Regions from separate parts of the Oryctolagus cuniculus genome. Here region 2 is linked to region 1. The links are chromatin contacts, called in public Hi-C maps. All regions are on one chromosome and are shown on one strand. Each heading gives the region's core, a stretch centred on a gene start, on an enhancer-like site or on the middle of the called end of the contact. The rest is flanking DNA. Distances are from core to core; before and after follow the strand shown.

Evidence for each region. Hi-C and Micro-C count contacts between places; a contact is called where the count stands out from the background.
Region 2: a Hi-C map of an unstated tissue shows a contact between it and region 1, with 2.7 times the contacts expected there. The contact joins two enhancer-like sites. A contact is called at or near these places in 2 of 6 Hi-C or Micro-C datasets (ear pinna and an unstated tissue).

The regions. Positions count from the first base shown.
Region 1 is chr8:35,908,480-35,913,815 of mOryCun1.1, reverse strand. JADE1 (jade family PHD finger 1) reads left to right here. Exons shown (of 11, transcript XM_051819883.2): 6 at 1,517-1,728; 7 at 4,454-4,621. Among named protein-coding and RNA genes, the nearest start is that of JADE1, 42 kb to the left of the region's middle. Within about 2 kb of position 3,440, at least 1 of the 8 cell types and tissues checked has an H3K27ac peak or open chromatin away from gene starts, as enhancers often do.
Region 2 is chr8:36,297,331-36,302,427 of mOryCun1.1, reverse strand. No RefSeq gene overlaps it. Among named protein-coding and RNA genes, the nearest start is that of PGRMC2, 160 kb to the left of the region's middle. Within about 2 kb of position 2,992, at least 2 of the 8 cell types and tissues checked have an H3K27ac peak or open chromatin away from gene starts, as enhancers often do.

The sequences.
Region 1 (5,336 bases), core at 2,191-4,690:
GGAGACTGGCACAGAGCTAGGCGCATGATAGATGGCTTATCCTTCCATGACGCTATGCAGCCTGTCAGTGCATGGGATCCACAGCGGAGCTGGAGCAGAGAATGCTGCTGTTTTGGTTACTGAAGTATTTTGCTAGACCTCGTAGCTTTCCTTCCTTTTGGTCCTTGCTTCAGGTGTCCCGGAAGTTGTCCTGCAGAATCTGTATAGAAGTTTTCAGAGCTCTCTTGGAACTGAATGCTCCATTTCAGCTTCAGAGATGATGATGTGCTGCTTTGTAAGCAGCCTTGCGAAGCCCAGTGACATGTACTCGAGACCTGTGTCAAGTCAGAGGACTCGGCCCAAGGACCCTGGGGCTTCCGTGCATGGCTTAAATACTAAGAACTGGGCTAATGGTCAGGTGTAAAGATAATTCTGAGTACTTTTGCAGGATACGTTTATGTGGTTGTGTAACAAACTGAACACTTGCTTGTCTTAGCTGTAATTGGTCTTTCTTATGATACAAATTATAGAGCATGGGATTGTGATTTCAAAGCCAGTGGCATTTGCAAAACCATTAGAAGACACTGGGTTGTGCCTGGAAGTGGAGAAACCATCTACATGATCATTAATTAGGGTGGGTTTTTTGAATGTGTGTTTAGGGCTTATTATCACAGCATCATAATGTGTTCCTCAGATTTTTAAAAACTTGAGTCAATTTGATTTTAAAATTTATGATAATGCATAAAAGTTGTTGGAGACTCTAATAGCATTTCCATTGTTTTCCTGCCACTTGAATGTCCTGTTTGAGTATTTTTTATAGCCTGTTTCTCCTGCCCACATGAGTATTTTTAATGTAGGAGGTTTGGAAAATATCCACAAAGAGAAGAAGAAAAAAAAATCTTAGCCCAGCACCAGCTATAACCACGATATCCACTTGAAATCTATTTTTGATCATTCTTGCCTAACAGTGCAGTTTCTTTAATTCACAGTGAACTGTCTCCTTGGCTTCAGTCATGTCCTTGTATTTCAGTCTTTCACGCATCTGATTAACTATGCATTTCAACTCAGTACAATTCCAGGGGCGAGGAGGGATAAACCAGTTAAAAGCATTTGAGTGCTCACAGTCAAATCTGGTGCCAAGCACTTTGCAATGCCAAGAAAGGAAGGTTTTTTAAAAACACCCAAACCATAACTTGTGGTCATGGTTTTGAAGTCACTTACACGGTAGTTGCTACATATGATAAATATAATGAAATGACTTACTTAACTCTATATGTATTTCATATCCTTGAATCCTTCAGGGGTTTATCTTTTGCTTTATTTCTTGCATGGAAGACTCCTTCTGCCTTTAATTAATTTAAAGATTGATTGATCCTTGGAAGGATCTGAGAGGCATTCAGTAGAAAAGCTGGGGCCACTCACCGATTTATTCAGGGTATTTAGCCACTGTGAATTGTATAAGTATAAAGAATTTTTTAATGATCTCATCTGTTAATACAGATTTATTAAAGTGGGTCTTGTGGCCTTTTTCCTTCAGGAATGCCTGAACTGGATGAGTACACCATGGAGCGGGTGCTGGAGGAGTTTGAACAGCGATGCTATGACAATATGAATCATGCCATAGAGACTGAGGAAGGCCTGGGGATCGAGTATGACGAAGATGTTGTCTGTGACGTGTGCCAGTCGCCTGACGGCGAGGATGGCAACGAGATGGTGTTCTGTGACAAGTGCAACATCTGCGTGCACCAGGTGCGCCTGGTGGGGAGCCCGGCTGCCCACGGGGGGGTGCCGCCGGGAGCCCGGGGCCCTTCTCCCTATGGGGTGGTCCATTCTCCTCGTCCTAAGTGATTTGAAGAAACGTGCTGTATGAACATCTTTTTTATTCCCTCTGGTAGCTTCTTACAGGGTTGGAAATATTTCTTGCTGCTTTTACAACCAGAAAGCGAGGATCCAATTAAGAACAGTGCGAAAACAAAGCAACCCTTGAAAAGGCAGTTAGTATGTTACGTTAGTTTCCAAAATACTACAGACCGAGTGGTTTAAAGCAGCAGAAGTTTATTGTCTTATGGTTCTGGAAGCTTGAAATTCTAGATAAAGTTCAAGGTGAAGTTCAAGATAAAGGCGTCGTTGGGGGGCCATGCTCCTGACTTCTCCTAGTGGATGGTGATCCCCAGCACCTTTGGCTGGCCTCCTAGGCTTAACAGCTGCCCTTGTGGTCACATCAGCTGTGTGTGTGTGTGTCTTCACTATCAGTCACATATCTTAATCACATATCTACAGTGATTCTGTTTCTAAGTGAGGTCACGTTCTAAGATGGTTTCTGTGGGGGCAGAAAGTAGCCCCTTGGTGATAACGTTCCTGATGGTGATAGGATTTGCTTGCCACAGAAAGGTAAATCCATAGGACTAAAGTGCATTACTTCATGCAGTAATGAAGTTTTAAGATGTGCATGGAGATGGGTGTCCACACACGCCCTTAGCATTTAATAGGCCATCGTCCTGGCTATTGAATCCTTTGAATCCACCTGTGGATGCTGAGATTTAAAAGACCTCTTTAAAGGCTGCTTGCTGGGGTGACCTCAGGAAGAACGCAGTTTACTCCGTGAAGTTCTGGATTGTTCTTTTTTTTTTTTTTTTTAATTTTTGATAGGCAGAGTGGACAGTGAGAGAGAGAGAGACAGAGAGAGAAAGGTCTTCCCTTGCCGTTGGTTCACCCTCCAATGGCCGCCGCTGCAGCCGGCGCACCGCGCTGATCCGATGGCAGGAGCCAGGATCCAGGTGCTTTTTCCTGGTCTCCCATGGGGTGCAGGGCCCAAGCACCTGGGCCATCCTCCACTGCACCCCCTGGCAATAGCAGAGAGCTGGCCTGGAAGGGGGGCAACCGGAACAGAATCCGGCGCCCCGACCGGGACTAGAACCCGGTGTGCCGGCGCCGCATGGTGGAGGATTAGCCTATTGAGCCACGGCGCCGGCTTGTTCTTTTCTGTACGATTTGTCTGCCTCTTGGGCTTTATTGGAGTCTGAACATTCTGCCAGCCGTGCCCGTGTCCCGGCTCATCCTGACAAGGAGACCACTGCTGTGGTCCTCTTGCGGCCCACCATGGACCTGGGTTTTCAGGTTGTCTGGCAAGTTTCCCTGGGGTAGTGGAGACTTCTCGTGGTAGTTTTGCGATATTGTGATTGCTGCTTGTTTGTCGCGGATGCTTCTTGTATTTACTTGGATGACTTTTTAGTATTTTTCCTGCTGTTCTACGTATTTTCCATTCTGCTTGAGAACCAGTTAAACCCCTGTTCTATGAATGAGCTACAGGGCATCAGGGTCAGGGGGAGGGCGGGCTGCAGAGGGCCCTGGATCCAGGGGCTTCTGACACTGCTCCCGTGGCTGTCCCTTCCGCCATCCGTGTAAGTCTCTTCTCCTTAGCATTTACTGCGTTTTTCTTTGGGGAAACTCCTCCATGGCTTGTCGTGAAGACAGTCTTCACTGGATCTTTAGAACGACCTCGGGCCTGCTTTTCCAGTGTAGAAATGACGTCTTCCAGATGAGATTCTCCAGAATGTCTGTTACAGACCTTTAGTATTTGAAACCTTAATAGTTGTGCTCCATTTAAAAACCCCTGTTTTTTCCACTAGGTCGGTGTGGACAGTGGCTTATTCATGGCGCCGCCCGCGCTCGCGGGCCTGGTGTTACCGTGCCGCGCCCGGCACTCATCCTTGTGGTTTCCTCTCTGCGTCCCGAGCGCTCCGATGGCGGGGCGGCTGTGTTTTTTCTGTCTGGAGGCTTCGATCGAGCTCTGTTGCCGTGACTCTCGGCTTCCTGACTTCCAGTTCATTTAAGGATAAAGTTCGGAACAGTTGGTTTCTCAAGGCCGCTCTGAGTGTGCTCCTGGTGCCGCCGCGGTTTCTGTTTCCCCACTTATTTAACACTCGCCTCTTCTCTCTTCAAACTCTCTTAATTACCTCCATTGCAAAAGCCTTGATTTCTGCATTTTATGCCTTTTTGTGGTAATTTTTGCCATCCTGGGCAAAATAGGCTTTGTTTTAAATATCAGCTCAGAAGACCAGAGTCTGTCTCTCTTCGATCGGCTCATTTTTCTCTGTCTTTTGGGTTCCCTTGGGACAGGAGTGGGCTCTGGTGAGTGTGCGTGCCTGGCCTGGGGACAGCCTGAGCTGCTTCCCCTTTGTACCGCCGCCTCGCTGGGGCAGCCCTGGGGGACCGAGTGCCTGGTTTCCCCTCACTACGGGGAGAAGCTCACCTCGCAGGCCTTAACCCTGCGTGGCGCGTTGAGGATTTCTGTGCTCAGTGACTGCATGGGTGTCCTCAGAGCACAGACACCCTGGGGTCCCGGAGGCCGCCTGCAGGGAGCGGGTCCCCATGTGGCAGCCCTGCTGGGAGTTTTTACCTTGCTGGGTGTCACGGGGAAAATCGATCCTCTCTGTTTCTCTGTCTCCCTCGGGGCCGTGCCGCGGCGTTACAGGCCTGTTACGGAATCCTCAAGGTGCCGGAGGGCAGCTGGCTGTGCCGGACGTGTGCCCTGGGTGTTCAACCAAAATGTTTGCTGTGCCCTAAGAAGGGCGGGGCCATGAAGCCCACCCGCAGCGGAACCAAATGGGTCCACGTCAGCTGTGCCCTGTGGATCCCCGAGGTGAGTGTGGTTCTTTACAGCAGCTTCTCCGGAGGTGCTGGGGCCTCTTACCTGGGGTTGGGCAGGTGGGGGGAAGGACACCCTGTAGTTGTGTGTCCCCGCACCTGACTCCGGGGCGCCTCGCTGCTGTGTGTGGGCAGATCTGGCAGCAGCGGCGGCTGGGCTCGGCCGGATGGTGCTCACGCCTCGCCCTGCCTGCCCGTCAGAGCTGCCATCCCATTGCATATGCCCCCTCCCCGGCACAGACCTGAGCATTCGGTGCCTGTGGTTTGGGGGTGCCCGTATCATTCCTCCAGGATGGGCTGCAAATCCTTGTGCTTGGCAAGCCCTGCTCAAGGCGCCACTGTGGTTTAAAAACAAAAAAAAAACACCACTCTAGGTCACACTTTTGTGGTTTTTATTTAAATTCTTCCTCAGCTTCAACCTTTTTAATTTCAGGTCTGGTCTAATTTATTTCGAGTCCCAGACCTTGACTAATTTAATTTGCATGGCTCGCTGTGAGCATATCATTTGTGATTCAGATTCCAGCATTTTGGGGGTGTGATTTTGGTGCATTTTTCTTCCTGAGGAGAATTATCTGGGGAGGATTTGGACCGAGGTTTCACGATTCGGGGCTCAATAGCCCTGGACCTTGTGGTTTGGTATTAACAGGATACAGCTCAGTGATCTGGGCTGAATGCGAAGATGATACCTTCTTTATCTTGGTAAATTTCCA
Region 2 (5,097 bases), core at 1,743-4,242, 390 kb before region 1:
GATTGATACCTTACACAGAAAGCTATAATAATTCTCATGAAAAGTATTAATCATTTCTTTATAATTTTTAAGTATATACATAGAAGCCTTCTTCTGGTTCTTGATTAGGACCCATTCATTTCCATTTCACAGATGAAGAAACACAGAGGAATAGTGCTTATGATGTAAACAATGCCCCAGAAACTGAAATAAAGAATTTCATGCCAGTCCTATTTATAGCCTGATCTCCATGTACAAACTGCATGGGAAAAGCTGACACCTCACTTGAGTCAGCTCTGCATGAAACACACATCGAGTGCCCACCACAGGCATTAGCAAGACTCATCACTGCACTGTCCTTGAGATCATATACAAAAATAATTGTCCATGGCCGGCGCTGCGGCTCACTTGGCTAATCCTCTGCCCACGGCACTGGCACCCCGGGTTCTAGTCCCAGTTGGGGCACCGGATTCTGTCCTGGTTGCCCCTCTTCCAGGCCAGCTCTCTGCTGTGGCCCGGGAAGGCAGTGGAGGATGGCCCAAGTCCTTGGGCCCTGCATCCGCATGGGAGACCAGGAGAAGCACCTGGCTCCTGGCTTCGGATTGGTGCAGCGCGCCGGCCATGGCAACCGTTGAGGGGGTGAACCAACAGAAGGATGACCTTTCTCTCTGTCTCTCTCTCACTGTCTAAATCTGCCTGTCAAAAAATAAAAATAAAAAAAATTAATTAAAAAAATAATTTTCCACTGAAGAAAGCACAGGCATCTATATAAGGTGAGTTTCATAAATTGTTGGTGCTTCTTTCTTAACTCAAAAGAGCCTGCAGTGTGCCGAGTACTGTGCTCAGTGTGTCTTACAGTGCCACACATTCAGTCCTCCTCACAGCTGTTCCAAAAAGCAAAGTCAGAGCCAGTGGGTGCTGGTTGTTGCACACGGGTGCAGTTCTGTTTGCTGGGATGCTCCCCGAATCCTCGCTGCCAGACAGTGTTCCAGGTGAGACACTCCTTGCTGACACAGTGAAGTCTTGGAAGGGGGGACAGGCCACAGCTACCTTGCCCCACACGGAGAGATCTGTGCCAGGATGCTTGTCCTTCTGTTTCTGTAGGTTCTGCATCCACGGGTTCAACCAATCACAGATCCAAAGTACTCATCAAAAATTGCATCTCTACTGAACACGTAGACTTTCTTTTCTTATCATTGTCCCCTAAACAATACAATCTGACAACTACTTACGTAGTAATTCATTATATTAGCTGGTATACGTAGAGATGAGTTAAGGTGTATTGGAGGATGTGTGTGGGTTAATGCGATTACTATGCTATTGTACCTAAGGGACTTGAACATCAAGCTTCTGGTATCCTCAGGGTATCCTCCGATCAATACCAGGGGATTGACTGTAGTACCTTTTGAGGTCATGGAAGATGCTCTGGGATTCTGAAAGCCAGTGAGAGGAACACTACTGGCATAGAGTATTTCTCCACTAAAGCTGGTTTTTCTGGGGACTGCCATCTAGCAGACTAGATGTAGCCTAGAGACAGTGATGTGGTCATCTCTGATCTGTGCAATTACTCACAGGCCAAAAGGAAAGACAAGCCAGTTTAATAAAACCCAGCAGCAGGCATCCAGAGAATCAATAAATGTTGGTTGATGCCCACAGGGTAACTTGGAAGCAAAATCACTCCAATTGGACGACCTTTTACAGATAGTTACTTCTGAGCAACAATCTAGGGTGTGTAAAAGCAGAAACAGAAATGACTGAAGGCTGGAAATCATTAGTAGGCTGTGGGTCATTCGCAGCTTTTTGTGGTGTGGGAGTCAAGAGATCCCCATGATCTAATGCCTGCTTTTCCTACCTGCTGCCTCCTCTGGGGTGGGAGTGGGGGAACTGTGCTAGAATATTCCACAGCACCAGTACTCTAAGAAGCAGCCGCTATAGCAACACAGCAGGTAGGAGGTAGCTGCCGTAGTTTCTATCTTTCACTTTTCTCCTCCCAATATCCAGATTTCTAAGTGGTGAGAAAATACAAACACCAAAAACCTCATTAGAATTTTGGATTAAAGACAGCTATCTGTCTTGTCTCATTTTTGATACACCAACTGATAATTGGGCTATAGCTGTGTCTAAAAATAACATACAGTACATTAAAATAATATTCCTTGGCTACATTTCCAAAGTGGTATTCTGGGACTTCTTTGCATTAATCCTGTAACAATAACAGGATTTGCGCTTTTAACTCCCCTGGTGTAGCTTTGAAAATCTTGCCTAAAGCAGCTAATGTTGCCGTTTAAATCCTCCTCTCACTATCCTTAGGGAAATGCAAGCTAACTGCTCCAATGATCTATACCTGGGAGAATAAGAGAAACAACCTATTTCCTCTCAGGAACTGGGCTGATCAATATCAATATTTCAAAAGGACCACCGAGCCATAAAGGCCTTGGAGTGTGTATCCGACTTCATTCAGAGCACCCTAGCTTCTGCCAATGTGCAGGTATCCGGTTTTCCACAGGGGAGGAGACACTGCGTCTGCTGGAATAAACTGGAACTGAGCCGACTCGCACGTGTGGGAGCCTGTGGGGTGTGTGTGTGTGTGTGTGTGTGTATGTGTGTAAGGAAGGGGAAGGAGGCTGTCATCGTTGCGTATGTTTCTGGTAAACATTCCTCTTTCCCCTGTGTAAACTTGGGCGTCTCCCAGAAATTAGGTGCTGTTCATCGTGTCCGCTTTAAAAAAAAAAAAACGCATATCCTAAAATGCGCTCGCAGCTCTAAATTGAAGCTCTCAACAGCCCTAAATGCAAGTGGCAGGAGTGTTTCAGCGATACCATTAATTGCGTTTCATTAATTGGGAAAAAGCTTTTGTGCGTGGCTGTGGTGCTGAGGGCTGGATTTCCTCGGCATAGGTACCACAAGCAGGCTGGCACTGCTTCCGGCCCGGCGCTGCCTTTGATAGCCTCACGCCGAGAAGGAGGCCGACACACTGAGCAATTATTTCGGAACAGATTGCCCGTTAACATTTCATAATATCACCGACAGGCAGCCTTTCTGGGGCACAGCCTTGCTTTGGCCACGATCATCCAAGAGGTGGCAGCACCCCATGCTCCTAGTCCGGGAGCTCGCCGCCGCGGACGCCGCCGCCGCCGAGGGCTCGTCATGGCGTCACCTGAAAGCCACTTTGGAGGGCGGAGGTAGGGGGGAGGCGAGGCAAGGAGACACAGCATTTTGCTTCTCCGGGTTTTTTTTTTTTTTTTTTTTCCTGGAGAGTTCAGGAAACAGCTGCGTGGATTGTTTTGAATGGATTTGAAACGGCTTTTCCTTTTTCTGTCTTCGCCCTGAATTCTACTGCTCTATGTGATATCTTTCTGTGAAGACCTCATGGGCATATTTATGTGTTTCCTGGTTCACTCCCTGAGGGAGGAAGGAAGAGTTTCAGTTGCCAGGGATCCCCGGGGACCTCATTTTCAATTCCCTGTACTTGTTTCTATCACAGGAAGGTGGGATTAAGACAGCATCACTGACAATTATTTTTTGAGCTTGTATGTGTACGAGGCACTTAACCAGCCTGGAGGTAAGGACAGTGTCCAGCTGGGATGACCACTCTCCCCAGCCTTTCTCCCAGCATCCTCCTCCAAATCTTAGGCAAAAATTCCACTACTGAGCAAATAGCTGTTAAGACAGCATCAAAGCCTGCCCAGAGGGGGCGTGACTTGACAGGTGGGGGTGAAAAGCTGGTGGCATGAGTGAGCGAGGGTCAGGGCCAGAGTCCAGGCTTCTGTAGAATCCGGCCTCTTCTTGTGTGTTAGGCCGTTTAGGGGCACGAACTGGGACACACTGAGGTGACCATGCTGATGGGGTACAGGACACTCATGGGAAGCTTGTGTCTGGGAGGCCACAGGAAGCTGGAGCAGGCACAGCAGGGGTCTAGGGCCTAGTCTAGCTCAGCCGTGAGACTTCCTGCCTCCACCTGCCCATCACAGGGACTTGGCCTCTGCGTCTCCCACAAGTGCTACAACCCACCTGGCTCTGTGCACCTTTTCTTTTGCTCATTTCTCCAGCTTAGTCTTGACTTTGACATCCTCATACCCTCAGTCTTTTCTACATGGTGTCTGCTTTCTGAACACCGTTTTTTAGCTTCTTGAACTAGAACTGAAAACTCAATGACTATCATTTCTGTGTTTCATGGTCAATTTTCAGGGGACGGAAGGAAGAGGATGAGAAAAGGAAGAGGGGGAGGAGAGGCTTGGTAGCTCAGTTAATTGCATCGATCCCATTTGGACAGAGCTTTAGAGCACAGATCACCCCTCCAAGGCCTGAGCCAGGCAATGACCTTGGAATCACCTTTCGTGAAGCCCTGCCCGGGGCTGCTCCCCAGCCTGGACTGTGGGCATGCCTGTTCCCTTCAGGAGGGCTGTGGAAGTGGTGGGGGCTGACTTGGACATTTTGGCCCTTTGTCTACGCAAAGGAAGGAGCAGCAATGTTCTCCCAAGCTCAGTGGGGCTGGGGGTCCTGGTGTCAGGGTATTGCTATTCTGGTGGGTTGCTCAAACACTGGGAAGAGATGAACTCTTAACCTGTGTTTTCTGTGATGGAATCCAGTCATGCAGCGTAGAAAACACTCTTAAATTAGGGAGCAATTTAGACCCAATATTCAATGATTCCAGAAACTTGGGAGAAAGGGATACAGTGCCTTTATTGAACCATGATATCGTTTGTACAGCACAGCTTGGTTTCAGCCAGGCAGGGAGAAGGAACCAGTCTCCGTGTTATAATTAAATCTTCCTTGATAGATCTCAACTTACATTTGACTCCAAAGACTGATTCTCAAGCGTTAGCTCTGGGTGCTACCTCTAGATGCCGTGATGTAGACTGCCACGAGCTGTTCTCCATCACCAAGTGACTTGGCTGCAGCCTGGGTTGATGCAGCCAAGCCATCTGGAGCAGGGCAAGGGGCACGAGAGCCATGCCAGCCTGATAGCTGTGCCATGTCCCGGCCTCGATCTTTGCCTTCCCCTGGCCCTTTGACTGTCATGTTGTGGCCAAGCGACCGAACGAGGCAGGCCCCATGGGACAGCTTGTTTGCTTTGGGCTACTTGAGGAGCTCTTTCAACTTCAGCCATTTGCCCTG